3 separate regions of the Zea mays genome follow, and all the other regions are linked to region 2. The links are chromatin contacts, called in public Hi-C maps. All regions are on one chromosome and are shown on one strand. The core of a region is the stretch at or near the end of the contact, and the rest is flanking DNA. Distances in the headings are between cores, read along the strand shown.

What was found. A called contact is a pair of places that touch in the nucleus more often than the background predicts.
Region 1: a Hi-C map of tassel shows a contact between it and region 2, with 3 times the contacts expected there. The contact joins the promoter of LOC100216729 here to the promoter of LOC100279203 in region 2. A contact is called at or near these places in 11 of 25 Hi-C or Micro-C datasets (bundle sheath, ear, endosperm and 2 more) and 2 of 3 datasets of contacts at active chromatin or transcription factors (leaf and seedling).
Region 3: a Hi-C map of tassel shows a contact between it and region 2, with 2.6 times the contacts expected there. The contact joins the promoter of LOC100382716 here to the promoter of LOC100279203 in region 2. A contact is called at or near these places in 2 of 25 Hi-C or Micro-C datasets (ear and tassel).

Annotation. Positions count from the first base shown.
Region 1 is chr2:211,712,237-211,716,933 of Zm-B73-REFERENCE-NAM-5.0, forward strand. It overlaps LOC100216729 (Chlorophyll a-b binding protein CP29.1 chloroplastic), which reads right to left and starts at 2,297. Exons shown (of 2, transcript NM_001143134.1): 1 at 1,746-2,297; 2 at 911-1,622. The coding sequence starts at 2,255. The coding sequence ends at 1,257. LOC100382672 (Protein THYLAKOID FORMATION 1 chloroplastic) reads right to left here. Exons shown (of 5, transcript NM_001175396.1): 5 at 4,231-4,619. The coding sequence ends at 4,526.
Region 2 is chr2:211,533,351-211,538,030 of Zm-B73-REFERENCE-NAM-5.0, forward strand. It overlaps LOC100279203 (putative ABC1 and kinase-like domain family protein), which reads right to left and starts at 2,574. Exons shown (of 6, transcript NM_001152227.1): 1 at 2,242-2,574; 2 at 1-1,196. The coding sequence starts at 2,270.
Region 3 is chr2:211,741,599-211,746,590 of Zm-B73-REFERENCE-NAM-5.0, forward strand. LOC100382716 reads right to left here and starts at 1,691. Exons shown (of 2, transcript NM_001175439.1): 1 at 1,320-1,691; 2 at 931-1,196. The coding sequence starts at 1,612. The coding sequence ends at 1,088.

The DNA of each region.
Region 1 (4,697 bases), core at 1,047-3,546, 180 kb after region 2:
GATAGATAAACTACTGGAGACAACTTTAGGGTTGTTATTCGTAAGTTGGTTCACCTCACGGAGAGGCAGATGTAATTGGCAGACGATGGGAAGACCAAACCACATACAGTGTGGTACGGTTCACACCATAAATATGGTTAGTAGGGTCTTACAAGATTACAACCTCCTGCGATTATAACAATAGTGTGCACAATCACAGAGTGATAAGAAATATACAAAACCTCACTAAACACTAGACTTAAGCCTAGATTAAGCGCATAAATGGTGGTTTAACTGCTTTAAGCACTTTGTAAAGCACATACACTAATCATTCATGTGTATCACTAAGCTCTATGCAAGTGGAAAGCACTAGGATGGAGCGCCAAGTACAAGATAGGCGATGCCAAAAGCTGTTGTAATCCATGTATGCAGCACATGACATCACGTTGTACTTCTAATATTTCAACTTTTGAAAATTATTGTTATGATGCTTTTCTAGGAGCACCAGATATATGCCCCGGTTAAGAGCACCGAACATATCCAATGCTTTAATCGGGTCCATTCTTAGTGTCTTAGAATGTTTTACAGGTCTTAATAACATGGCATCTAATACATTGCTTGAGGTGTTAATCATTTATACCATCAATTTGCCAGAGTTTAAATCCACATTACATCCATTCAAACTATACCTTATATACAAACAGCACTATTAATGGTTATATTATTCATCAAGCACTAAAATCCAAACATAATGGACCATAGGATCCATTTTACTTAAAATATTCCCATTTTTGGTGCTTACATACGTTCAATGATCGGATGGAATCTGACTTTAGGCCGGTTTAGTTGGGATTATAATCTTTGAACAAACTATAATCTCAAACAAACAGACCCTTCAAAATGTGTTAGGATGTCGCAGCGTTCTTCGTTTGGACATATTTCTTTGTATTATTTGATAAACGATTGACTCAAAAACTTTCATCCTCACCTTGGTGCGTCTTATATCCTCGGTCACCTCAAGATGGATGTGTACAAGTGAATGCATTTATTCATCACTGGTTCATATATTACAAATCACCAAATCCGAGCGGTAGCTCTCCTAATTAACGAGACGTAAGCACGACGGGTTGATCAATCTTGTCCCATACCCTCTCTCCCATTCATCACAAAATGAAACAACGCACGACGGGTTGATCCATCTCCAGGCTCATAGAGATCTATCATAGTTAATTCAAGACCACGTTTCGATCGATGGACGGAGCGGATCAATGGCGGGCTTAAGAGGATCCTCCGAACGTGTCGAAGATGGTGGTATGGAGTGGGTCGCTAAGGTGGGTGGCCCAGTTGTTGAGTGGCCCCTTGCCGGTGGCGGCGGCCTGCACGGCGAAGCCGAGGAAGGCGACCATGGCGAGGCGCGCGTGCTTGATCTCCGCCAGCTGCAGCCGCTCCTTCTTCTCGGGGTCGGCCGCCAAGGCGAGCGGGTCAAAGTAGGAGCCGCCGGGGTACAGCCTCTTCTCCGGGTCGAGCTCGGCGTTGCGCTGGAACTCGATGTAGCCGATCACAAGCACCTCGATCCAGATGAGCGTCGAGATGGTGAACGGCAGCGGCTGGCCCAGGTAGGAGGACCCATCCACCAGCTCCACCTGCACGCAGTTACATTCACAGGTTGGTTAATCTCTCTTGCCGTCGATCGTTCAAGCGCAGAGAACGAACTCCATGCATGGATATGGATACATGCATGTCACAGGTCAGCAATGTTCACGTACCTTGCCAGCATCCTGCCAGGTGACGCCGGTGAGCCACTCGACGGTGAGGGCGCCGAGGGTGGCGAGCATGGCCCATCGGCCGTGGATGAGCTCGCACTCGCGGAACCGCTGGAGGCCGAACACCTCGCTGTAGGGCTGGAGCGGGGTGGACTTGACGTCGGAGGACTCGAACCGGGTGCCGATGATGCCGCCGGCCTCGTTCTTGGCCAGGTTCTGGTCCAGCGAGTCCAGTTCGAACTGCAGGTACTCCACGGGCTTCCCGAGCCCGAACGGGTCGAACCCGTAGTCGCCGACCAGCGAGCCGTCGAGGTAGTCGGGCGCCACGGCGCCGGGGAACCACAGCGGCCGGTCAGAGGAGATCGACGTCTTCGCCACCTTCTTCGGGACGGCAGCCTTGGGCTTTCCGCCGCCGAACCCAAACCGGGCCACGATGCGCCCGTTCTGCGGCGCCGGGTCCGCCAGGCGGGTGCCCAGGAATGTGCTCGCCGCGGCGGCCACCGACGAAGCCATGGCCACTCCTCCTCTCCTCGATGTGCTGAGGTTGGTGGTCAGCTAGCGTCCGGTGGTGGTGTGTGGCGTGGGGGTGGGGCTCGTCACGGGCTACAAATAGGATAGTGCTTGTAGGAAATTCCGGTGTTATCTCTGGGTGGCAAATCGGACGGCCATAGAACGGACGTGATCTATTTGACGGCCACGATCTGCCTTATCCGGTTCTTATCTGTATGGTCCAATGGATGGGATGCTCGTGAAGGACCATGGGACACTTGGAGGGATACAATTGGGAGGAAGGCATTTGGATTTTGGAGTGCCGCCTCCGACTGGAAAATATCGTCCAAAATACTCTTGGAGATCATGTGGTTTTGGACCCAAAACGCGTGCGAAGCTCAGTTTCTGTCGCTCACTGTAACCATCATGTCTCGCAGTATAACTGACAGCTTGTTCGCTGCGGCTTGCTGCGGCTGCAATCCGGCTGCGGCTGCGGCTTCTACAGTATTTTTCTCTCTATGGATTGCAGCTGCAGCAGTCCAAACAGCTGCAACAGTGTCGGCTTGCAGCCAGCCGAACACGCCCTGAATTCTCAGTTTAGAGGCAACCAAAGGAACCTTTTTTTTTGAAAGATAAGCGAAGGAATTCTCAGTTTCTCCGATGTTGCTTTGCTCCTTTTTAAAAGAAACTGGAGGGGCCGTCTCTACAGAATATATATATATATATATATATATATATATATATATATATATATATATATATATATATATATATATATATATATATATATATATAACAAGAAAGGGAGAAAAGTTGAAAAGGCTATCAATGAAAGTAAACTGATACATACGTTCAATCTGTAGAGTACAAGAAACAAGGGAAGAGTTACAGACTATATACTACAGCAAGGGGAAGAACAAGCTTAGAAAACAAAGAAAATGAGCAAAGAAAGAACAAAACAAACACTTTAGATCCATCGATCAAACAAAGAACTTAAGCAAGGCTTCACTCCATGGCACCATTAAGGTCTCCTTGTTGAAGAACATTCTGTAATCTTGGCTACTCATCTGCAGTTGTTCAAATATTGTTTTACTCCTTACTGTTCAAATTTCCCAACTCATAAGAATCGTTGCCACCATAAAAATTTCAGATTGTAGCTGCTCCTTAAACAAGGAAACAATTTCTCAGAAGCTTGTGTCAGTGGGTATATATATATCTAGGCAAAGAATCCCCCAGCACTGCCTTGCAAAAGGACAGAAGAGAAATAGGTGCTCTCTAGTCTCTTCCACTGCCAGACTACAGAGTGCACTATACGAATCAAGATTCATATTTCTCCTTCTTAGCATATTCCTAGAGCTCAGTCTGTCTTTAATTTGCAGCCAAGAGAAAGCCCTGTGCTTTGTTTGACAGCAACTCTTCCATAACCACTTGAAAGTAGGATCCACCTCAATGTGTCCAATCAAAGCTTTATAATAAGGGGGTGTTTGGTTTCTAGGGACTAATGTTTAGTCCCTTCATTTTATTCCGTTTTAGTCTATAAATTGTTAAATATAGAAACTAAAATAGAGTTTTAGTTTCCATATTTGGTAATTTTGGAACTAAAATGGAATAAAATGTAGGGACTAAAAATTAGTCCCTAGAAACCAAACACCCCTTAAGTTCGTTGAAGAAAAGGGGTTGGATTCCCATCTGTAACCCCATACATCATCTTCAGTTACCAATAGCCTTTGCTCCAAAGCCTGCACTTGCTGGAAGGCCACTTGTGACAATGACAGATTGAACGTATGTATCAGATTACTTTCACCCAAAATGTGAAAAAGGTTACAGTTCACGTCTTCCTGAAGCGTGAATCCAGCACAGAATTGTCTGGTTCCTTGATCTTTTCCACCACAGATATTTTCCCAGTACTGAGCCCGGTACATACAAATTCAGATAAAGAACCCATCAACTGATTTCATGGTTGCAAAAACATGTAAGTGAACACAGGCTCGTAAAGTATCTCCACAAAGTACAAAAGAGAAAACTATATTTCTCTGCTTATGAGTAACATTAACCCTACACACCGCTTCATATACTTTCAGACTGACAGAAAATAAATACATTTGATTTGAAGACTCATGAGAAAATACAAATATCTGTCCAATAGTAAGAATGATCTGGATCCTTTTGTACCGCAAGAATGCTACACCACAAGACGAGCAGCAAAAGATGTCTGTGGTGAAAGGAGATCATTTGGTAGTTTCTCAACACGTAATTCTGTTATACTGGGAAACTCTCCTCTGCAAAGGGTTGATCTAATGCCTTATGGAATAAAGATTTCCATCAAATTTTGTGACAGCTTCATTTGGCTTTGGGGTTTCTGATCTTTCTTCTCTCTTCTTCTTTTCCCTGCAAATATTGTTACATTGAACAAGTTTTATGTCACTGGAATGACAATAAAAAACAGTATATTTATTGACAGTCCTT
Region 2 (4,680 bases), core at 1,324-3,823:
GGACAGATGGATGCACAAATGGATATAAGGGCTTAGGGAAAGACACATGTCTCCATCTGCGGAAGTTGTAGATAAAACGACTCAAATGAGCAGCTTCCCTAGAAAGATCAACTTGAGACATCATGAATACTGCGAACTGGCGAACACTCTCATCCAGCCTCAGCCAGCTTAATCCAGGGACCATATCAGAAGCCTTTGCCACAAGATTAATGAGTAGAAAGTCTCTCTTGATTGATTCTCCAACATTAGGATGCCTCACCTTAACTGCAACATGCTTTCCAGGATGTTGATGTTTTAGTGTGGCTCGATGTATTTGTGCAATGCTTCCAGAAGCTACAGGGTTCTCCTCAAAGGACTCAAATATTTCAGAAAGCTGACGACCGAATGCCTTCTCAATGGCAGCCTTGCTGTAAGCAAAGCCATGCGCTGGAGCAGCACTATGGAGCTTTGCAAGCTCTACACAGAGATCACTTGGAAAAAGATCAGGGCGTGTTGCAGCCCACTGGCCCCACTTAATGAATGCTGGCCCAGCCTTTTCAAGGGTCCGGCGCATAAGACTAAGCCACCTTCTCCTGAATGCAATACTAAACTTGTCAGCAAATGGAGCTAATGCAGTTGCAGGGAAGAATAGGAATGCCAAATGCACAGCTCTAACAAGCAAAGTGATGCCCTCCCAGATTGAGCAAACAAGAGATGACAGAAATTGGCGAGTATCTTGTGCCTTTGTGATGATGCCATCCATTCTTGGAATGAAGGGTCGCGAGTCTGCAAGGACAGGAGGTGCAAGCGCCATCTTGCCAACAGCTAGAGCCATGACCCCAGGGATTATATGGAACCTCGTGAAGGACAGGCTTACAGCACAAGCTGCTCGGCCCAGCAGTGGGAACCGTGGACCTCTATATGTGTACATATGACCAAGCTGCTTCCATGCCAAATGTGCTTGCTGGGTTGCAGATGAATTCGTCACTGACACAGAGAGTGTGTGGTAGCCTCTTGACATCCTGGTTCTACACTTGTGATCCTCAGCTCTGTTCTTTCTGCTAATGACTTTGTAATGTGAGAACATTCTAGATAAGATGGCTGGAATCTTACGCCTTGTTGACAAGCCATTGTCCCTCACTGCTGTGTAGTACCCACTTCTGTGGCTCGAATGGGAATAAGTGGCCGCCCGCCTATTTGTTCCGATTGCCAATAGCCTGCTCAAAGATGGGTACAGAAAATGTCAACAATTTGCAAGTTTTCAAGCTTTGGTTGGCATTTGCTATATAGTTAATTTTACGAGGTGAAACTATGTACAAAAATATGTCAGCAACAACGATGTGACTAGAACACGATTATTGTTGTCCTGATCATACTGCTACTACACCCAGAATACTTGTCGTTTATTGTCATGCATATGAACTTCTTTCTTGTAAATTATAATAATGTACTCATCAACTCCCAAACTGATTATCCTGACCAATAGAAAGCTCTATCTACACACATACATCATGTATGTGTGGAGATGGATGCACCAATTGACTAACTAAAACTAAATTACAAGAACAAATTTATGACAACAGTCTGAAGGTAAGTCTCATGGCTGCTTAGTGCCCACAGAATTAGGTGAAGTGGGCTGCAAGCGAACCCAAGTCTACTAGTATGCTCACATGAAAATGTAGCAATAAGCTACTAAGGTTTAGGTTGCCATTGCAATATAACGAATCAAAAAGGCCACGCGCCACACATGGGCTACATGGTAATAAACACTAAGGGCCCGTTTGTTTCCCTTCATTTTGAGGAATTAGAATTTAACTAATGCAGTAGGCTATTTTTTTAGAATGTGACATTCCACAACTTTCCAAAGTGTATATATAAGTCTATCTCAAATTTATGGAGTGAGAGATGGAAATTAATTCTATAGATTTACATGTTACTTTTCTAATGTACAATTTATACCACATTCTTCTACTTGTTTCTCTACAACATAAATGTAGTATATAACTATCTAACTGATATGATTTAGGATAACATACAAATACATTACATAAATAAATATATTAACTCAATTAGTTTTGTCTAAATTATAATTATTAGAATAGAATTCAATTCCAACAAAACAACGGGGCGTAAGTGAATACGCCAGCCGTTCCTAACAAAATCCGAAAACGCAGACGATTCAACTTTCCCCTCGGGCAACCGAGACAGTGCAGGAGAACCCGCGCACGCAAGGGAACAAGGAGAAATCGAGCCGCACCGCACCTCTCGCCCACCCCCACTAGCCGCTGCATCGGAGAAGCCTGCTGCTGCTGCCGCCGCCTTCACAGGATCAAGCCGCCGCAGAGCGCAGGACGCCCCTCCCTACACCCCACCAAAACCCCAGCACGGTCCGCCTGCGCGCCGCGGTGCAGTGCCGACGCGCGGGCACGCAGCCGAATCGTACCGAGCCTTGGGGTGCTGGCGATGGCGAGGACAGTAGAGGCGGCGGGAGACTAGATGCGTCTGCGTGCCGTCGCACGCTCCTCTCTTCCCACGGGTCGGCGGCAGAGGTGGAGATCCCCTGTTTCCCCTTTTGCGCAACGCGTGTGCTTTTTTTTGCTCGGGAGTTTTCTTTTCGTTTTTCTTTTCTAATTTATTTCTTGGAGGAGAGGGCATCCTCGAGGAGTCGAGGGTTTATTCCCGATTGCCCCGGAGGCCGGGAGCCAACCGAGCCATCTCGCGGCCACGCGGGGCCACTCTGGGTTGGGAAATTGGGTGGCCGGTTCGGCACGCGGGCAAGGGGCAACTTGCGTCGGAACTCCGCGCCGACACGACCCGGTCTCGGCACGCCGACTTGCTGCTGCGGCGAAGTTGGAATTTGCCATGTGCCGTTGATTTCTTTTTTGGGGAGAACTGGGACTTTACACACGTGATGACGTTAATTAGAGTATGTAAAACCTTATTTAATAGGAAGTGGATCTTCTAACTTAGGCATTTTTACTCTACTGGCTTACAGTATAGCTGCATCCATCGTTCGTGGCATCCAACGCTCCTCCTCCTTAGCGAAATTTCATGGATTCAAATGAGCCAAAATAATGGAAAATATGAACACAACCTATAATATGTCAAAGTACGCATAATTAGTTTTTGAAGGGAAAATAGGCACTACGGCTCTGTTTTGCCGCCAGAACTAAATAAGCTATTTGTCTTCTGCCTTTCTCCTTCTCGGACATCCCTCCTTCTCACCAAAGAAAATAAAGCATCAAATTAGAAGCACAACAACAAAAAGAGTCAATGAGTTGAAGGGCAGTTCTATCAGAGCGATCAAGTTCAGCCCATAAGATGGACAAGGCAAATGGAGAGCAGAATGGTTCCAAATCGTAAGTGATGGTGCCTCCAGATTTTTTTTTCACATCAATCTGAGTGTACATTGTTGAACACACAAAACGTCCTCGTAAATGGTCCACGGTGGTGGCGCGGACGGTCCGTGCGTACGCAGAATCAGTTACTACTAGCTTGATTGGTTACCCCGCTCGCTGTGCCCAGGCCCAGCATATGCGTTGACTGTACTTGAGCCCATAATCGGTTACCTGCATAGCATGAGCTCAACTTGTACACGCAGATGCAGTTTATGTAATTTTTCTGTCATTTAACTGCACGCGCGCAGACGTGAGGCAGGTGCGTTCCTGCGGAACCAGGCTGGCGCAAGCCAGACTGAAACGAGACCTGTAACCAATCACGCGATACGTGATTGGATGTCTGCTGCTCGGCAGCCAGGCTGTGTGCGTGCGTTGACTGCCCAGCAGCACCTGATTGGATGCTTGTTTGCAGATGGACGGACCTGGATGTGCGGATGCGGGATAGGCCAAATTAAGCACGTTCAGTTGCACGCGTGGAAAATGGCGTTTGCGGCAAGCCAGGCTTCAGCGAGCCAGGCGCCGGTTGCCCGGGCAACCAATCATGCTGTTAGTGTTTCGAGTTCCTCGCGAGATTTGTTAGCTAAAACGACTTGTAGCGGATTCATACCTCCCCTTTATATAGATAAAGGACTAAGACTGGTTGAACCCCCACAATCGATCAAATCAAGTATATTTATCGTTTTTACCTTCTGCACTAGAAGTAGTTCTAATTTAGCCCTAGTTTAGCCTCCGTCTACCTCAAATCTTCACCTTTCTTCGGCTCTACGTCGACTAGAGGCGTCTTGGGTGGTCTGCCGACGCCAAGACACACCCTACAATCTATCCTCCTCGACGGGTCCCTCCCGGGAGGCGAGATCTAGGTCTGCTGCGAAAAAAAAGACCCTCTGCGCCATCACGGACCGTTCGGACGTACGTGGAGGAGGAGTCACTCCTGCGTCAGGTCACGGACCGTCCGACCCTGTGCTGCGGACCGTCCGCGCCTCTGCAAAGAGCACTGTCAGGCGGTCCTTTCTAGTGTTTGGCACCCGGATTGGTGCCAACACATTTTTGGCGACTTCGCTAGGGAAATGTGTCTAGATCTACTAAAAATGAGGCCCTCAAATGGTTGGTTCTAAAGATCACACCAATATCTCCCCGGACAATATCCTGAAGCTGGTTGTTGAAAGTCTGACGGCCGATGACCAACAACAATACGAAGATACATGCGTCAAGCGAAGGAGAAATTCTTGTCACAGTACACGGTGGATCGCCACCAGAAAGTTGTCAAACATGGAGAGACCGACGTCGCATCTCTTCTATCTTC
Region 3 (4,992 bases), core at 441-2,940, 210 kb after region 2:
GTGGTTGGACTTTGTAGATCAAGCAGGGATGATCTGATCGTTGGACACCTGTTTCCGTGGGGGCGCACTGCCCAGTGAATTGCTGCTGGAAAAAGGCAGCTCGGCCTCGCCTGACCTGACTGACTGGCGAGTGGCGACCGGGGAACAAACCGCTGTGCGGAGCTTCCAACCCCGTCGAAAAGAAACTGGTCCTGGTCTCAAGAAGCAATGCTGCCGTGTTTCCGGATGCAGTGTCGCGCCCCGTCTTCTTCAGCCACCCTCAGGCTCTCTCCACAGCGAGTCTTTAGCATCAGCATCAGCCTTCAGCAACTGAAGTGCGCACGCCGGCGGGAAGGAGGAGCGGCGGTTCCTGGAACAGGTTTACACGCCGGGAAGAAACGTCACTGCTGGTCTAGTGTTTCAGGGTCAGCCATTTCCCGCAACTGAACAACTCAAAGTACAGTACTTGTGAGGAACGCTCTTCAGGGACCGTGGTTCTGCATCCACCATCAATGTTACAGATCCACCAGGAACCTGACAGGGAAATTCATTGCCCTGCTTTGACTGGAGAGTACTGTACAATCTTCAGACGAGAACGCCCGAAAAAGCTGCAGCACCACGCGAGACGCACGCACAGTTTCACGAATCGAGTGCGTCAGAGAAGAAGACGGGGCCATTAGATCCCACTGCGAGATCGGGAAAGCCACAAGCCATTTTCCTGCCGAACGGTTCATCACAGCAACGACCCACGCGGCCCTCCGTTTGTGTCAGAGATGAATATGCTCTGGGCTGTGGGGCGGGCATTGGGCAAGCACGAGAGGGGATCATTCGCATGCACTGTGTAAAAAAAATAAAAGCTGATGCTGATGCGGCCACTGCATGTTTGGATGGGTTTTGTTGCTGAAAAGGGACCTGCACTTTTATTTGACAGAGACGAGTGGTATACGCAGTGGGGCAAATCACTGGGTGACTCATTCTTTGATTCCTTCACAGTAACAAAAGATGCAAGGAACAATAGTACTGTATGTGTTAGCCAGAGACACTACTACTGCCGTACTGCGTGCTTGACTGCTTGTCTTGCCTCCAAGGGTTACAATACAACAGAACATTACAGGCTCCAAATGCCATGGAAAATGCTCCTCAGCCTGCTCCCGCCAAGCCTCTTCACGATCCGTTTGGCGTCTGGGACATCGGCCTCCGCAAGCTTCTCGAGATTCCTGCCACAAGAACACAAGCATTTGTTTTTTTTTCAAAAAAAAACTGAGAGCAGCGATAATTGATGAGCACATGATGATTGGCTACTGATAAGTGTGCGTGTTGTTCGTATCGCACTGTATTACCTGACGTGCTCCGAGGACATGATCTTCCTCCGGCCGGAGCTGCTGTCCGTGAGGTGCGCCACCGTCGACAGCAGGAACCGCCTCGCCGGCGCGGGCTTCTCCTTCTCCTCGTCGGGGCCCAGCAGCTGCAGCACCCGCGCCACGTCGCGGTCCTCCTGGACGAACCGCTTCCGGTTGCGGGGCACGGTCACCAGGGCGCACAGCGACTCGCCCGCCATCTCCCGCGCCTCGGGGGGCTTACTGGACGCGCCGAGGACGCCCACCAGCTCCGGCATGAACCCGGCGTCGCCCATCGCCTTCTTGACATCCTCCGACACCTGGCACAGGCGGTGCGCGGCCTTCAGCGCGCAGTGCTGCAGCAGCGTGTTGTCGCCGTTGCGGAGGAGGGAGAGGACGCGGTCGAGGAACCCGGCGGCGAGGAGACGCCCGGTGGAGTTGGGCGGCGACAGGCACAGCGCGTCGATGGCGCGGAGGGCCACCTCCCGCACCTTCGACGACGAGGAGGAGGAGGAGGAGGAGGGGTCGAGCGCCCGGACGAGGCACTCGACGGCGCCTTCTTGTACCACTGCGTCCCTGGCTGAGGTATCCCCGGAGCCGATGGCGGCGAGGAGCTCCATCGCCTGGATTCGCGCCGCGTCGTGCGTGGCCCTCTGCGAGAGCGTCACGAGCACGGGGACGGCCCCGGCGTCGGCCACCATGTACTTCCTGATCTCGTCGACCCCCGCGAGGCTCCGCAGCACCCGGCACGCCGCGCACACGAGCTCGCCGCCTCCGCTCGCTCCGTGGCCCGCCGCGCACAGGCCCAGCAGCGCCGTGACGCCGCCGTGCGCGGCGACGGCCCACGCGTTGTCCGAGTTCTCGGTGAGCCTGCAGAGCACCCGCGCCGCGCTCTCCCTGGCCGCCTCGCTGCCGGCGCCCCCCGCGTCCAGGACGCGGACCACGGGCGCGATGACGCCGCCCACGACCAGGTCCCCCCTGTGCGCGTCGGACCGGGCGATCGCCGAGACCGCCTCCAGGGCCTCCTCCTGGACGCGCGCGTCGGGGCACTCGAGCAGCGCGACGAGGGCGCCGACGCCGTCCGCGACGTCGGACGCCACCACGCGGGCGCACCTCTCGTCGTCGCGCAGCGCCTCGCTGAGCGCGGCCGCGGCCTCCCTCCGCATCTCGCCGCCGCCGACCCTCAGCCTGGCGAAGAGGTCGCGCACGTAGAACCGCACGTCGTCGCGGCTGGCCCCGGCGCCGGGCCGCGGCACCACCAGCGCCCGCGCCCGCGTCAGCGCGCCCGACGCGTACACCTCGTCCAGCCGCGCCACGTGCGCGTCGAGGGCCGCGCCCAGGACGTCCAGGTCGCTGCGCAGCCGCAGCTTGCCGCCGCCGTAGTGCCGCCCCTGGCTCCGCGGCACCAGCTCCATCGCCTCCCGGGCGGCCGCCGCGACGTCCCGCAGGAGGTTCGCCAACGCGTCGCACCTGTTCTCGTCGCCCGCGGAGACGGTGATGTCGGCGAGGCCCGCGTGGAGCCGGTTGAGCCGGTCCCTGATGAGCTGCCACTTGAGCGGGAACAGCGTCGCGGACAAGGAGGCAGATACCAACGAATTGATGGCCTGCAGCGCCTCCGCCAGGCACCGCTGCTCATCCAGCTCCGCTTGCCGGCTCACCTCCGCCGGCGCGGCCGAGGATTCTTCCTCACCAGCTGCTTCCCCCATCCTCTGTAACCACAGCTCTCACAGCCTCAGCTGCATCGGTTAGCTCTTCTCCGAACAAGGCTCACATGCACCGATTCTTGCCGCGCTCGCGTCGAGCAAGGAAGCGAGGAAGAGGAGAGAGGTGGAAGTGGCGGTGCGTGTAGTGTGATAACTGTAACTGCACGGTGGTGCTGAACTGGAAGGCGACCGACCGCTTTGCCGTCTTCAAGGTAGTTAGTTAATGGAGGTGGAGGCGGGTGGGTCCAACAGTGGGCGGCGGACCCACCGTGCAACTGTTGATGCATGCGCTGGGCTCTCGGGAGAAGGCGACGACGAGGCCCCCTTGTCCTGGGGATCGGCGAGCTTTGGGGCGGAGCGGCGAGCGCAGGTCGAGGGGAATGGAATAGCGGCACGACGACACAAGTGACCGCACCAGACTACCAAAGCCTACGATACGAGTTAGGATCGCGTGACATACTGACATGCCCAAATGCTAGGCGCACAAAAATGGAGAAGCATGGAACCACCCTCTTCAACTGTAAGAGCACTTTTATCAGCAAATAATCTTGTTGAGTCCATGATTCTCTTCAACTGTAAGAGCACCTTTCTTCTGATTATCAAAAAAAAAGTTGATCAAACTGTCGGATCATGCATGTAGCCTCCATGTATACTTGTGGAGCCTTTGTGGAGCCTCTGCGAGTCAGATCACAAACCAAAATACAATAAAATTATTAAATAAACTTAGATCAAAAGTACCGAACCACAACGAATTAGGAGATAGAAAGATATATTATAATTATTGAGTTTAGTAGCGTATAACATAATGTTGATATGGCTTGGTCTTGGTGTATAAATCTATTGGAAGTGGGGATTGTAAGTTAAGGAAATAAATAATTAAAATTTAATTTCTAAGTATAAATGAGTAAATAAGAGATCAATGGAGAGAATATGCCGATTCGGTCAAAAGATTGACCGAACCAGACTCAACTCACGTGTCATGATCGTCATCAGGGCTACAACAACCTTATAGTTGGCCCGGACCATTTCACACAACCCATATTAACAGGGAGAGGGCTAACACGTGAACCGACGTTTATCGTAACCTCTTCTCCTATATATAAATTATGATAAGACTTGGTCTGTCTCTACATACTCGGTTAGCGAAGGAAAGACCACCGTCTAGCTTGTCGTCGTTGAGCCGATCTAGCTTGATCGCCCTAATGATGTCGTCATTGTTTAGCACCAAACATGTAAGCCCTATTTTAACATATCTTGTGGCTAGAGTTTATGAGCAATTTTCTAGCAAACCTAATATATAAATTGACTCTACCAGATAACGAGCCACCAGCCACCAATCTTTTCATCGCCTAGGAAAGAGTCCATTTCAGCTAGGCCTAGGCTGGCTTTGTCCGCGCGCCGCCCACTGTCTTGCAGACTTCCACTGCACCTTCTTCCTCCATGCATGTGAGCCCTTCCTAGATTTGGCTGCACCTCGATCCAATGGGGGGCAATAGCTAGCTTATGGCTGTGCTGTGCGCTTGTGCCTCACGGGAGAGCTGAGGCTTGCTTTTGCGGGCTGGTGTGGATGTGAAGGAACAAAGGGCGGAAGGAGCACGGGAAAAGATGCAATGCACGTATAAAAAAGATCTGCATGGCAAGGATCTCATCTCACAGGAGTCTTGTTGCCCTTATATGCCCTCATGTCGTACGTTAGTCCTGTGATGAGAGTGTGCTAGAGCCTAGAGGCAAAGTTTGTTACTGTGTGGTCATCTGTGTTGCCCCGTGTGCCCCCGTGGTACGTAAAGAGATAGTACAGAGTGGAAACATGTGATTCGTACAAGCATTTCCATTGTTCGGCAGCAAGGACGAGAACAATTTAGCATGGATTTTGCCATGCATTTCTTAACTTATTAGCTAATAACACGGGCTCATCCGTCGGCCGGGTTCTTCTCTTCTCGCCGGATGCGCCCATGCCTGCATGGGATCGAGCT